Regions from separate parts of the Urocitellus parryii genome. Here region 1 is linked to region 2. The links are chromatin contacts, called in public Hi-C maps. All regions are on one chromosome and are shown on one strand. Each heading gives the region's core, a stretch centred on a gene start, on an enhancer-like site or on the middle of the called end of the contact. The rest is flanking DNA. Distances are from core to core; before and after follow the strand shown. Region 1 holds the start of Orc1 (origin recognition complex subunit 1). Region 2 holds the start of Zfyve9 (zinc finger FYVE-type containing 9).

Region 1 (7,088 bases), core at 1,593-4,092, 240 kb before region 2:
CTAATAATCTTAGAATAGTGCCTGGCACACAATTGGTACTTAATAAATAAGATTAGCCAAAAGGAAGGAAGGTTCTATTGCTTGTGTTTTGTGAATGAGGGAATTGAAGGCCAGTTGACCTTTTCTTACTCAATGACTAGGAAGCCTGACTTACTGTTATAAGCCACCAGAAGTAAGCTCTCATAGACATTATGCAGTTCACTTTACAATCCCTGTGTGTTGTAAAGTGAAGCATTTAAGAGCACAGTCATGGAATCTGGATGTTTAGAGTCTTGAGTTAAGGCTGTGCTATCCTGTATAAAATTGAACAGTAGTTTTCACCTTGATACTAACATATATACCTTTAATTTAGGAAATATTTATTATTGAACACTTACTGTGTACTGATATTTTTCTAGGGTTATCATAAGAATTAAATGAGATAGTTTTGGCTCAGGCTGTGCATTGTGGCATACACTTGTAATCCAAGCTACTTGGGAACTGAAAAAGTCAGATCACAACCTGGAGTCCACCCTGCACAACTTAGTGAGATCCTGTCTCAAACTAAATTTAAAAAGGGTTAGGGGTGTGTCTCAGTGGTAGAGCACTTGCCTAGCATGCATAAGGCCAAGTGTTCAATCCCTAGTCTACAAAAAACGAGTTTTGTCTCAATCTTCCATACTGGCTCAAAATTTTTTATAGCAACTCCTTTATCTGTTTCCCTTGAATGTGGCTCCTAGACTGAGTGGTGTGCATATTTCACATTTCTAATATCTGACATCTGTGTCTGATATCTTTAGAAACCAAAGCCTTTTCTAAACCAAGTCAGACCAGCCTCTCCAGTCCACTCACCATTTTTCTTGAGAAATTTGTATGCTGATGGTAGGTGAGATAAAGTTTTAGGTGGAAGGTGAGAAAGAGCAATGAGTTGATTGAACTGTGTATTTCTCATTTATACACTTTTCTATATGTAATTCAATGAAAAGTTAAAATAATGGGGAGTTCTTCTGAAGATGCAGCATAAGGAAATCAGCAGATTTCAGGACTTTTTTACCTTTGGTGTCTGATTTCCTTGGCTTCATGTAATTTTGTTGTCTATATAGTTGTAGTTGGTTTAATTTCATCACTGTATAGTGCTGTTATGAATATTCTGGTTCTTGACTTTTTGGGTGGGGGGTACCAGGCATTGAACTCGGGGCATTTAACCACTGAACATCCCCACCCCTCTGACTTAGAGACAGAGTTTTGCTGAGTTGCTTAGGGCCTTACTAAGTTGCTAAGGCTGGCTTTGAACTCATGATCCTCCTGCCTCAGCCTCCTAAGCTTCTCTGCGTGCCTGGCCCTGGTTCATGTCTTTTGATGATATTATGTATTTCTGTTGAAATTGCTGGGCCAAAGGTTATGCATATGTTCAGAATTTAAGAAAATTTGATTTTCCAAAGTGGTTGTGTCACTTACATTCCCTTTGGCAATATGTAAGTATTTTGGCTGATCTACATTCTCACCACAGCTGCTGTGGTCCTAATTGTTTGATTTATTATTATTATTATTATTAGCCTCCAGAGTTGCTGGGAATTATAGTTGTGCACCACTGGGCTTGGCTCTGATTTATCTTTTATTTGTTTATTTGTTTATTTATTTTGTGGTATTGGGGATTAAACCTCCGTACTGTACTACTTAGCTATATCCCCAGCCCTTTAAATTTTTTTATTTTACTTTGAGATAACATCTCACTAAGTTGCCAGCTGGCCTTGAATTTGTAATCTACCTGCCTCAGCTTCCCAAATTACTGGGATTATAGGGATACATCACAGTGCCGTGCTTGTTCTGGTGATTTTTAAAATTCCATCCTTCATTTGTTTACCTATTATATGCCTAGTCCTGACAAAGGATTACTAATGCAGTTATGAATAATAAAGAGAAGGTCTCAAGGTTTCTATTCTTTGGAATTTAACATTCAAATGTGAGAAACACAACAAATAGGAAAATAATATGATGGTCATAATAGGATGGTATAATAGAACATGATGGCAGAGTAACTTTCCCACTGAGTATTCAGTGAAAGCCTTTCCGAGGGAGTTTCATCGGAGCTGAGACCTGAGCCACCCCTGTAATGCAGGAAAAGAGAACAGCAGTTACATAGTCTGAGGGCACTAATAAACTTGGTTTGTTTGATGATGGGAATAGGCATGTGGCATAGTGGTAGAGGAATGGCAGGTTATATGGTCCTAGTCCTTCCAGTAACTTTGCTTCCTCAGCCTAGGGTAAATCACATACCTCTTCCAACTATCAGACCAGTAACACTAATAATTTTTTTTTTTTTTTTAATGAAAGTGGAATTATACACCTTATGGTGCACACATTATTCTGGTCTCATCAAGTATGGCTCTTGGTCTCCTAGTAAAGGAGACTTTTACCATGACTTGGTTTTTGAAAGATGATATCTGCTTTAGTAAACTAAAATATGGTCTAGATTTAAAATAATTGAGCATGAATTTAAAGCCCTCTTGGTATACATTTCATAGTTCTTTCCCTATGCTAGTTTTTTGTTTGAAAAAAATGAGATTATTGTGCACATAAAATAAGTTGTCATAGTCAAAGTGAAAAATTAGGCTATATATTTTACAGTTAGATTATTTGAGAATTGTAGAAGGTTTGCTGAGAAGTACTGATTTTATAAGGAAGTAGTAGATGCTATTTCCCCGTTTTGTTTTTTTTTTTTAATGAGAGCTTAGTGAGCACTGCAATTTACTTGGGTGTTTTCTTTGTATCTCAATAGCACATTTTATCTGACTTCATTGTGGAAAAGGTTAACATTTCCAAGTTAATTTCTGAAAGTTTTGTGTTACGTCATCCATCAGAAGAAACATATTGAAGGTAAATTTGTTATGTATTTCCTTAAACATTTATTTAGATTCAAACACGTTTACTAATTTTGACCAAAAGATACTTTGATATTATGAATGCAAATTTACTTTTTACTTGGGCAAGTCTTCCAGTTGGTTTTGCTCTCTCTATTTTCCTTGCTCTTTATTCATTTTCACACTATGCCTCATTAAAATTACATTGAGAGGGTCAGGGTTGTAGCTCAGTGGTAGAGCGCTTGCCTAGCTTTCGAGGCACACTGGGTTCGATCCTCAGCACCACATAAAAAAATAAAGGCATTCTGTCCATCTACAACTACAAAAGAAAAATTAGATTGATACTCTTAATTTACTTAAAGTGATCTTTCATGTATCTTTTGTAAACAGTTTATTTGTTAATGACTCAATATTTCCTTTTTGGATTAGTTCCCTCAAAAGTTAAAAAACTTCCAAAAACACAAAATCTTAGATTGCAAATATTCCCCAATAGAATGCAGGATAAAATGCCACTGAGTTCTAGGAAACTAATTTTTGAAGGAGAATGTTGTTTTCAACTTAAACTAAAATTTTGGTCTCGTAATCATTAATTCAGAATAATTCTGTTGGTCTGGCTTTTTTTTTTTTTAACTCAGTTTTGTCAAATTTTAGCTCTATAAGGAAAACATGAAATTCAGAGGAAAGTTTTATTTTTTAAGTTGCTTAAAATAATGGATTGGCATCATTATTAGAACTATCAGATTGTAATGCCCAAATTCTTTGTAAAAATGATTATATTTGTATTTTCATCCATATTTCTGTTTTCATCACTAAAAGTACCTTTTCCCCGCCTGTATTTTAGCATGAGCATTTATTTTCAGCTATTCACAGTACTCATATCTGGGTCTATCAGCTGCAAAGAAACAGCCACTCCCAACTATCAGACCAGTACAGCTTAGTAACACTGATAACTTTTTTTTTAATGTAAATGAAATTATACACTTGATGAAACCCATTGCTGTCTCCCAAATATCACTTGCCTACCTTCTTCATCCCTTGGAACTGAGTTCAGTCTTTGTCAATATTTACGAACTTCCATGTTCAGTTCAGGAATCTTCTATAGGAATCCTTCCCTTTTTGAATAGCCATAAGAACCAGTCCTCTAACTTCTGTTGGTTCCTCTGGGCTCTTGACACTATTTAATAGTTTCCTTTACTACATTTATCTTTAATCCCTATCTGGATCATAACTGTGAAGACATTTCACATTGTTAGATGTTTCACACCTCTTGTGCCTTGTTGCTAGTATTTCTGTACATGTTGACCCTCCTGTTTCCTTAGGTAAGAAGAAATGAGGCATATCTTAAGACATAAATGATGCCAAATTGCCTATATTTAATCTTCATGGAACTTTACTTTTTCCTCAAAGAAATTGTTACCTATCTCTAAAATGTGTGGGGTGAGGCAGGGGCAGGAAAACAAAGGTTGAATTCATGGAAGGGGGGCTGACTGTGTCTTAGAATCCATCAGAATTTGCCATGGTAATTCAGAGTTGAGGCTTTTTCACAGGAGCCATGGCACCCTACCAGACAAGGCAGAAGATCAGACAAACTTACTCGTGGGTTGGCAGGCCACTGCTGGATCGCAAACTGCACCACCAAACTTACAAGTGAGTGATGGGGCCTTGTGGTTGGGCTGGAAATACAATTTCCGAAGTTAAACTGTTAATAACTTAGATCCAGCCTATTCTAGTTCCCATGAATTGAAGACTGAGAGATGTAGATATGTGTTGATTGTAAGGAGGGTGTTTGTCTGATGGAAGAAGATGATAGAATAAATAGGGATGGGCCAAAGTTGTTGGTTAGTAAAATTTGATAAATAAAATAAGGTCATAGCTACTTAAGCTGAGTTCTGTCTAACTCTTTATGATAACAAGATGAAAGATGTTAATATGTCCTTTCCAGCTCGATAATTTTGGTATTATCATTGGGCAGCTCTCCATCCTTGGGAAGCCTTTATTTTTCTTTGTCAATACGTGAGGGAAGTTAGGGTTTGTGTTAAGACTTTTATATTTATCATTCATGCTAAAACAATTAGTTTGGCCCATTTTTGTCTAGGCTTAAATATAATTGAGTGCATTGGTTTCCCTGTAGGAGAGTTGCTCAGCATAGAGAAATTATTTAGGGGAGTTTCTAGTTTGAGAACACTTTCTGGTTCCAGAAGATCTGAAGAGCTTTTCCCACCCTTAAAGATTTCCTAACATGTTTCTTTGTTACTTCCTAGAGAAATATGTATGAAAGTAGGTTGTTCGACTCAGATGCACATTCAAGTTGGACAATTTGTGTTGATTGAAGGGCATGATGAAGAAAACCCCTATATTGCTAAGTTGATTGAGTTGTTTGAAGATGGTGAGTTTGGGGCTGGAATGAACCTTGTTGCTGATAGAAATAATCTGGAGGTAAGAGCAGGAGAGGCTGATGATTCCTTAGTTCACAGCAGTGCGCAGAGTACCCTATACATGTTAGCACCAACCATTCCCTTTTCCATCTAGAAAACTTCTTTACTCACCATAGCAGTAGTAGTGGGTAAAATAGAATTGGAGGACTCAAGAATCTATCTTTTCCATTAATTCTAAGAGTGATCATAAAGGCAGATTTGGAGGATGGAGAGAAAGAATGAGTTTGAGAAAGAGGGAAGGAAAAAAATAGGTGATTTGTACTGTGATATACTTGTATCCTTTAATTGATGAGGAAGTTAGTAATAAATTTTGCAAGTGCATCTTTACAAGGACCTTAAGGGGTAAGTTGGATTAGGAAGGTGTATCATTTGGTGTTTAGTCAGGAAAACAAAAGCACTTCAGTTATATACATTCCAGAGGAACTTGTGTATAGGGTTGAAAAGGTCAGAGCTCATTAAGTGCTGAGCCTTGAGCCCTTTGCAGACCAGGAGCATGCAGGAAGGTGGGATTGGCCAGGTTCCAAGGGAAGAATTAAGAAGAAAGAACAACTTAAAACTACACAAGGGCCGGGGTTGTGGCTCAGTGGTGCAGCACTCCCTAGTGTGTTGGAGGCACTGGTTTCAATCCTTAGCACCACATTAAAAAAATTAATAAAACATGTTACTTTAAAAATAAAGAAAGAAAAAGAAACTACACAAAACTACTTCTTCCTAGGGATTTAGAAGAGGAATAGCATGAGTTAGATAGTCCTGTGGCAATTTATTAAGAAAAGGAATGGATACAGCCAATGGATAAGGATGTTTTTATTTACACAGGGGAGATACTTGACAAGTTATGAAGAAAAAACAATGCAACTGAAATCCACCAGGGGGAGCACATCAGCAGAAATGTGGGGTTTTGTGTGGAGGTTTTAGATTTCCTTTTGTGTGCTGCTCCATTGGATGGCTTTAGTTTCTCTGGAAAGAGTTTAGAAGAGAGGTTGGTGATGGTGATACTATTGAATGTATGCCTTTACAGTGATATTAATGGTGTATTATAATGATAAAGCTAAAGATTACAAGCCAGTGATTGCTAAGTCATCCCCATGGTCACTATTCTGATTCCTGCTAGGATTCTTTTTTTCTCCTTCCTGCTGTGAGGTGCTTTTTTTATAATTACCAATTTGTAGAATTGATCCACTAGTCAGTGTTTGTGTTTAGAGTAGATCCTTTCAAATCCCTTTTGTAATTCCTTGTCCAGTGATAACACCATTAGGAAATGAAACAACCTGAGAAGAGCTTGAATGTGGGTGGAGTCAGCTTGAATGTAGTTGGTGGATCGAATGACCTTTGACAAATTATTTAAGGTCCCTGAAACTTGATTTCTTTGCCTGTAAAAGACATAGTACCTACATGCAGGGTTATTATGGGTATGGAATTCAATAGTTGAGGGCTTATCACAGGAACTGGCACATAGGAAGTACTTAATAAAATGTTCTCATATTTTATTAATTCTCCCCTTCATACCTGATCATTCTAGATTCTGAACTTCATTCCAAAAAACGTGCTCGAGTACAGTGGTTTGTCCGATTCTGTGAAGTCCCTGCCCATAAACAGCACTTGTTGGGACGGAAGCCTGATGCGCGGGAGATATTCTGGTATGACTACCCTGCCTGTGACAGCAACATTAGTGCTGAGACCATCATTGGCTCTGTTCAGGTAGGTGGTGCTTTGATCCCAGTTCTGTCTTGAAGCTTACTTCCGTCTACCTTCTAAACTGCATGACCTCAGAAATTTACTGGCTCTAATTTGCCCCATGGGAATGAATTTTATC
Region 2 (7,054 bases), core at 2,276-4,775:
ACACAGGGCCTCTCTCATGTTAGCCACATCCCCATCCTTTACCAATGTTCTTAAAAGGCATGGCACTGGATGAGACACAGAAGCCCTAAGCAAAGATCTAGCTCATTCTAGTTCATTCCACTCAATTACAACATTTTTCTGACCCTGCCTTGTAACAGTTAATTAAACTTGTCCTGCTTCCAGAATTAGCTAAACACTAGTAGAAACCTTGGTCGTTTTTTGTGCTTCTTGGAACACTTAGACAGAATCTGACACTTCAGATTAATAGCTACAATTTTATAAATGTTTTATTTTACTTCAATACTTATTCAAATGCATTTATCCTAAAAGTTTTACAAGGTAAAGTATAATAACTATCTGCATTTTACAGACAATGACAACAAGGTCCATTAAGTGCCAAGATAAGTGGTCAGATATCCTTCTGTAACACCACAGTGACTACAGGAGGCTCTAATAAATGTTTGTTGAAACTGAATTGTTCATCAGCTGTTTCTCAAAATTTCACTTTTCTTTCTAACATTATAACACCATTATCTGTTGCTATGAGAAATTACTTTTATTGCCACTTAAGACTGATAGCTTTGCTAAAAAATTTATGTTTTCATTCAGCTAGGTATGGTTAGTTAACTTTTCTTTTCCTGGCACCAGAATTGAACCCAGGTGCACTTAACCACTGAGCAGCATGCCCAGCATTTTTTTTTTAAATAGGGTTTTGCTGAGTTGCTGAGGCTAGCTTTGAACTTAGAATCCTCGAGCCTCAGCCTTACAGCATGTGACACTATGCCCAGCAATGTTAGTTAACTTTTTTTTTTTTTTTTGTACCAGGTATTGAATCCAGGGGTACTTAACCATTGAACTACATCCCCAGTCCTTTTTTTATATTTTATTTGGAGACAGGGTCTCACTGAGTTGCTTAGGGCCTCACTAAATTGCTGAGGCTGTCTGAATTCCCAATCCTCTGCCTCAGCCTCTCAAACTGCTGGGATTACAGGCATGTGTCACCACACCCTGCAAGGTTAGTTAACTTTTAACAGTGATTTCCAAACTTTAATAAGAATGGAGACACTTAATAAGAATTAAGATTTTTAGCTGGCAAGAGGACAGACAACCCAGCTACCACAGTAGGCTGAGGCAGGAGGAACACAAATTTGATGCCAAATAGGACGATTTAGCAAGACCCTGTCTCAAAATCTAAAAACAAACAAAAAAATTTAAGGCTAGAAATGTAGTTCAGTGGCAAAGTACTTGCCTAGCATATGTGAACCCTGGGTTCCAGCACACACACACACACAAAAAAAAAAAAAAAAAGGAAGACTTTTGAGCCACTATTATCTCTAGGATTCTAATTCAAGCTGCCAGCAATCAGTATTATAAATAATATTAATAATCAGCTGATTATTTTTTAAATCAGCACTCTCAACTGATTCTAATGTTGGTCTTTAAAAACCCTTCGAGAAATGAATAAGACTTTTAAAAACCTATATTAATCTAACAAAAATTTTAATCCAGCCAATTTTTACAGTTAGAAATATTTAAACAAAATCTGACAAAAACAATACAAGGAGCCCAGTGCTGTATTACTGGCTACTCCAGAAGCTGAGGCAGGTGAATCACTGGAGTTCATGAATTTGAGACCTGCCTGGGCAACACAGCAAGATCTATGTGAGAAAAACAACTCCGTGTACAACATATAACAGCAAATAAACAATGCAGGTGTACAACATATAACAGCAGTTCCTCAAAAATGTTTACCATGCCTAACCTCCCTAGACCTTAGGAGCTTCTCATGCTGCAGAAGAGGTTAAATTATGGCTTTTCTAGGTATCTAGAAGATTACCCCATATTATTGTTTTAGTTGATAAATTCAACTATGGTCCCAATGTAATTTAGTAAGACATTTTCATGGGTATTTATACAAACACCTGGATATAAAGTGAATCAGTCAGCTAATCTTTGAACCTAATACAAAGAAATAATAATTTTAAAAATCACCATTTTAAACTCTGAATGACCAACAAAAACATACTATGAGATTAAGAATATGTTTTCCCTAGTGATTAAATATTTATTGAGTCGACATACTACCTTTCTGCACTTTACCAATTTTCTACTATAAGGATTTTTTTTCATGATTACAGTTTTAGAAGTACCTACAAATCTTACACCTTCACATACTTTAGAAAACAAGAATAACCTGTCATCACATTTACCATAAATCATAAGTACCCAAATATCTGACTTACTGTACCAAACTGCAATCACTAACTTTTTTTTATATCAATACCAGAACAAATCACGTTACTTCTAAAATTTAGACTACATTCATTTCCATCGGGGTTCCTGCTATTAGGACAGTTGGCACGACTTAAAATCCTCTTTCCATCCGTCCTCTGGATCTATTTAGAGGGAACATTTTTGTACCGAGGACTGAAGCACTAAAATATTTCCTCTCTTCTTGGAGGTGGAAAAGACACAAATTTCTGTAAAATAAATTTTTATAACGGTAGTGTTTATCTAGGAAACAGCAACGCAAAGACGGGATGGGGCTTTCTCCAAGGCAGATCACGCTTAGAGATAAGATGTAATATAAGGAGTGGACGAGCTACCCGCAGGTGATGAAATTTCACCTCAAATAAGTCGCAAAAGGCTTTTCTCTAGGAAGTCGAATCCGTGAATGACACTCCAGGGCTCTAAGGGTCCCGAACTCTTAGCACCTCAATCCTCACCCTACCCGGCCTCCCCACCCCCACCCCCCGGACTCTGCAGGACTCAGTACAGGGCGATGGAAAGCTAAGGTTGTTTGCAAACAGGCGTCCTCTGCCTCCCTCCGGGATGTACACGCAGGGCCCGGGTAAGAAGCCTCTCTCGGCCCCGCCCGGAGCAAACCCAAAGGGCACCGGTGCAGCCGTCAGCCACCTCTTCACACACCGGGCCGCACCGGAACCGAGGCCCGGGAGAGCGTTCTCTCGGGGCCTAGGCGCCCCCCACGGACCTCGACCTCCCGGGGGACGCGGCGAGGAAGGGCTGAGGCCCCCAGAGCCGCAGGGTAGAGGCAGCCGCAGCGGCAGGACGCCGCGTCCGCCCGGCCTGAGGGCTGCAACCAGGGCCCCCACAGGCAGTGGGAGCCTGGCGAGCCCGGGACAGGGTCGCGCCGCACTCACCTCGGCTGTGGCCGCCGTCGCTTCACCATGGCCGGGGGGAGTCGTCCCCGAGCCGAAAGTCTCCCCCCCAGGAGGGCACCGGCGCGGCTACAGGGGCCGCCGCAAAGCCTCGCACTCCTGAAGGGGATGTGGTCGCTGCGGCGGCGGCGGGGGCTGCTGAGGCCCAGTGCCCGCCCAGCCGCATCGGCTCCCGGGCCGCCGCAGCCACGCGGGTCCCAGGGAGCACCGGTGAGCCGGGCGGGGGGCACAGACTGCAGTGGGACGACCGAGGTGCTGCAGGCGGTGATTCTCCACGAAGCCTCCAGCGTCTCGGCCGCCGCTCCAGCCGCCCGCGCCGCTGGGCCACAGCGCCCCCTGGACCCCACGTCCCGCTACGGCGCCGGGACTGCGGCTGCCGCGCCGGGCACGAGCGGCAGGGAACGCGAAGGAGCGCGGCCTGGGGGTGGCGGGGGCCCCGCGCGCCCTGCGCCGCCCTCCGTCCGCCCCTGACGACGCTTCCTGAGAGCCGGAAGCCGCGGTTCCCACCAACCCCTTGCGGTCCCCACCCGCGTCAGACCCCAGCACCTTTTCCTTCTCTACAGAAGGTACGTGAGCGCTCTTGTCACTCGAACCCGCACTTGTGAGGCAGTTTCCATGCCTCATTTCTCACAGAAAGAGGGGGTATCCCTTCTAATCCCTTCAGTGTGCCTGGATGAAAGAAGAATGTCCAGAACAAACCTTTTTTTTTTTTTTTTAAACACACAATCTCCTCCCAGAACAGATGAAGGAATTGTTTTTGACCTTAACTCTTTTTGGATCTACCGTACAGATCATCACAGAAATTTCCTACAGGCACCAAACCCTTAACCCCTAGTCCCCCCCCAAAAAAAAAATAGGGAAAAATATGGTGAACAAGAGAAGAGAATAGCCAACGGCTTGTGCTGAAATTCATAAGCAACTTAAAGGTAAGAAAAGAATCATCCTTTTACTAGTCCCCCTCCCCCACCCTCACCTCTACTCTCCCACCTCTCCACCCGCCATCCCTGCCAAATCCTAGGTAAGGCTCTGAAGGAAATCCCTGTATGCATTAGCGGGGACTATAAAATCATTGTTTACAGATGCCCTGTGTTTGATCCCACTCATCCTCTAAGCCTCTAAGGTGCAAACGTCAGAACCAAAAACAAACAAAAGACTATCAAAATGGAAATAGGGAAAGAAAAATTCTCCAGATCCTCTGGCCTCCAGGTTTTACAAAAAGAGGGTGTGTGTGTGTGTGTGTGTGTGTGTGTGTGTGTGTGTGTGTTTTCTCCACAGTGTGGTATGATAGAATGAGCTGGAACTTTGGTGTCAGATCCTGATATTACCAATCCATTTCCACCATGTATAGCTTTAGGACCATGGCAAGTTATGTAACATTTTGAACCTCAGTTTTCTCCTGCCTGCCTTGCTACTTGTGAAGATTGAAGATGGAGAGATTGGCCTATTAGAAGGTACTCAATAAATGTTAGGTCCAATTTTTGCTGATTTCAGAACACTCTCAGTCTTTTTTAGGCCCAAGATTATGCCCAGCCAGAATTTTTGTTGTTGTTCGTTTTTATCTTTGTGTGTGTGTGTGTGTGTGTGTGTGTGTGTGTGTGAGTGAGAGAGAGAGAGAGAGAGAGAGAGAGAGAGAGAGAGAGAGAGAGAGAGAGATGTGTGCATCATTCATCCTCCCTGGTCTGGGTGAAATTTCACTAACAGATTTATATAACATCCCTCCACTGAAGACCAGAACCTAATGTACTGGATCCTTTGACTTTCTGTTGCAAAGCAGATATCAACATAGAACCAGTATATTTTCTGTATAAAAATATAATAAAGCAGTCTTATCTTACCTTAGGTTATGGCCTAATAATAACAAATCATAATGAAAAAAGTACATAAGGTCTCCAGGAAATGTTCAAATAATAATTGAGCAGCCACCCAGAGAAAATATAACCTAGCAGTTCTCATCTCATCAATGAAAACTGTTCCTATATAGTCCTAGATGTGTCTTCACCACATACCTCTGAGTCACATTACAAAAAAAAATCGCTCTCCCCTTTTTATAACAAGAGAAACTGGGGCTTAGAAGGAAATGGTGATTCATCCTCATAACAACTTCATGAATTAGTAACTATGCTACCACCATTTTACATGTGAAGTTCATCCAACCTAAGGAAAAGCTGGAAGTAACCTGATGTTTTTCTCATCCCCTATTTGATACTCCAACAGTCCTCTTAGCAATATTAATAAAATGCTGCAAGGGTAAGTTACTATTGCTAAAAATTTTTCAGGCTAAAGAAAGGGGTTCTTTAATTTAGATCAGTTTGGCAACCTAACATAAGCACTGTGCTTTCCAAACCTAGATAACTACCACTGCAGGAAATCTGCATTTGTTTATGAATCAATTATGCTACCCAGGGTGTAGCTACTACTTGAAGATGATTCATTTGTTCCCAGGACTAGTTTCCTCTTGCTTCACAATTTCTCCCCTTCTCTTCAAATTCTGTTGCTGATCAAGCCTGACTTTACCATTACCACCACCTCCCTGATCATACTAGTTTACTTAAAATCCTTTTGGTCTACTACAATTTCAGTCCATTATTGGTGGCTCTTCCTACTCAGTTTGCTCCCTGCACCTGAAATACTTCTCATCTGCTTTTCTTCTGTCATAAATCTCCTTTTCATATTAATATATTGGCCTGCAGTCAATTGACTTGATTACCCTACTCTCAATTTTTCATTGATTTTCATTATTATTCAGTGACTCAAAAATACCTCTTTATTCCCATGCTGTTTGGTCTACCTCCTCACTTTCATTTTTATGCCATAAACATACTTTAGAAAGCCAGTATTCTAAGAATGTTTTTTTCAAGTTAGTTTGAAGTCACCCTTACCAAAATTTTCTTTGCTCTTTAGAAGGTGTTCTTTGGAGCTAGGGTTATGGCTCAGCGGTAGAGTGCTCGCCTCACATGTGGGAGGCCCTCGGTTTGATCCTCAGCACCACATAAAAATAAATAGATAAAATAAAGGTAGAATGTGTTCTTTAAAATTCAGACCAAACCAGACATAGTAGTGCTCATCTGTGATCTTAGCTACTCTGAAGGCTGAGGCAGGAGGATCATTCCACCCCAGGAGTTTGAGGCCAGTGTAGGCGATATAACAAAATCCCATCTCAAAATAAAATAAAATCCAGGCCAAAAAAATATCCATTTCCTGGCTTGGTGAATGGCACCATCATCCTCCCAGTTGCCCAATCCAAAAATCTGTGGTTCCTCCTTTACTCCTGTGTCCTGAACAATAGGCCATGAAGCCTAATAAATTCTGTTTTCTTCCTTTTTAAATTTCTCTCCTCTCCAATTCTACTACTAACTTTGGTCTAGGGTATATGCTAAATTATAGGTGTACTAAAGGAAGAGAGAAAGAGGAATGAATGAATATTGTATTTGTGTACAAGAGTATATAATGTTATAGTGTATATAAAAATTTGTTTAAAGGGAAATGCAGAAGCTCTACCCAATTTATAACTAGTCATCACTACAGTGTTAATATCTATTGACTTGTATGTCTCTCCTACCAGAATGTGAGCCTGTGGGCCAGGTTCAGTATTTGATTCATCTCAGTGTCCTTGGATTAATTCTCAGCCTGGGTACTGTTAAACAGAACTGAACCTCCTTGAGCTAGCTAGCCTGAATCCCAACTGCTGAGTGATTATTTTAGGCTGTTCACCTTAACTTTCAGGACCTACCAAAAATAAGAATCCCCTTCAACTGGTACAATCCAGATCTGAGCCCAGCCTGCTAGCACCAGGTATGATCTCCTGCACCCTTCTGCAGCACCAACACTATCCAGAGTTAAATCCAGAATTTACAGTCTGTTACCAAACAGATGCA

Evidence for each region. Hi-C and Micro-C count contacts between places; a contact is called where the count stands out from the background.
Region 1: a contact with region 2 is called in a Hi-C map of muscle, with 6 times the contacts expected there. The contact joins the promoter of Orc1 here to the promoter of Zfyve9 in region 2. A contact is called at or near these places in 2 of 2 Hi-C or Micro-C datasets (liver and muscle).

The regions. Positions count from the first base shown.
Region 1 is chr11:35,657,594-35,664,681 of mUroPar1.hap1, reverse strand. Orc1 (origin recognition complex subunit 1) reads left to right here and starts at 2,842. Exons shown (of 17, transcript XM_026382647.2): 1 at 2,842-2,856; 2 at 4,388-4,487; 3 at 5,102-5,226; 4 at 6,795-6,973. The coding sequence starts at 4,393.
Region 2 is chr11:35,414,945-35,421,998 of mUroPar1.hap1, reverse strand. It overlaps Zfyve9 (zinc finger FYVE-type containing 9), which reads right to left and starts at 3,525. Exons shown (of 18, transcript XM_026382175.2): 1 at 3,162-3,525.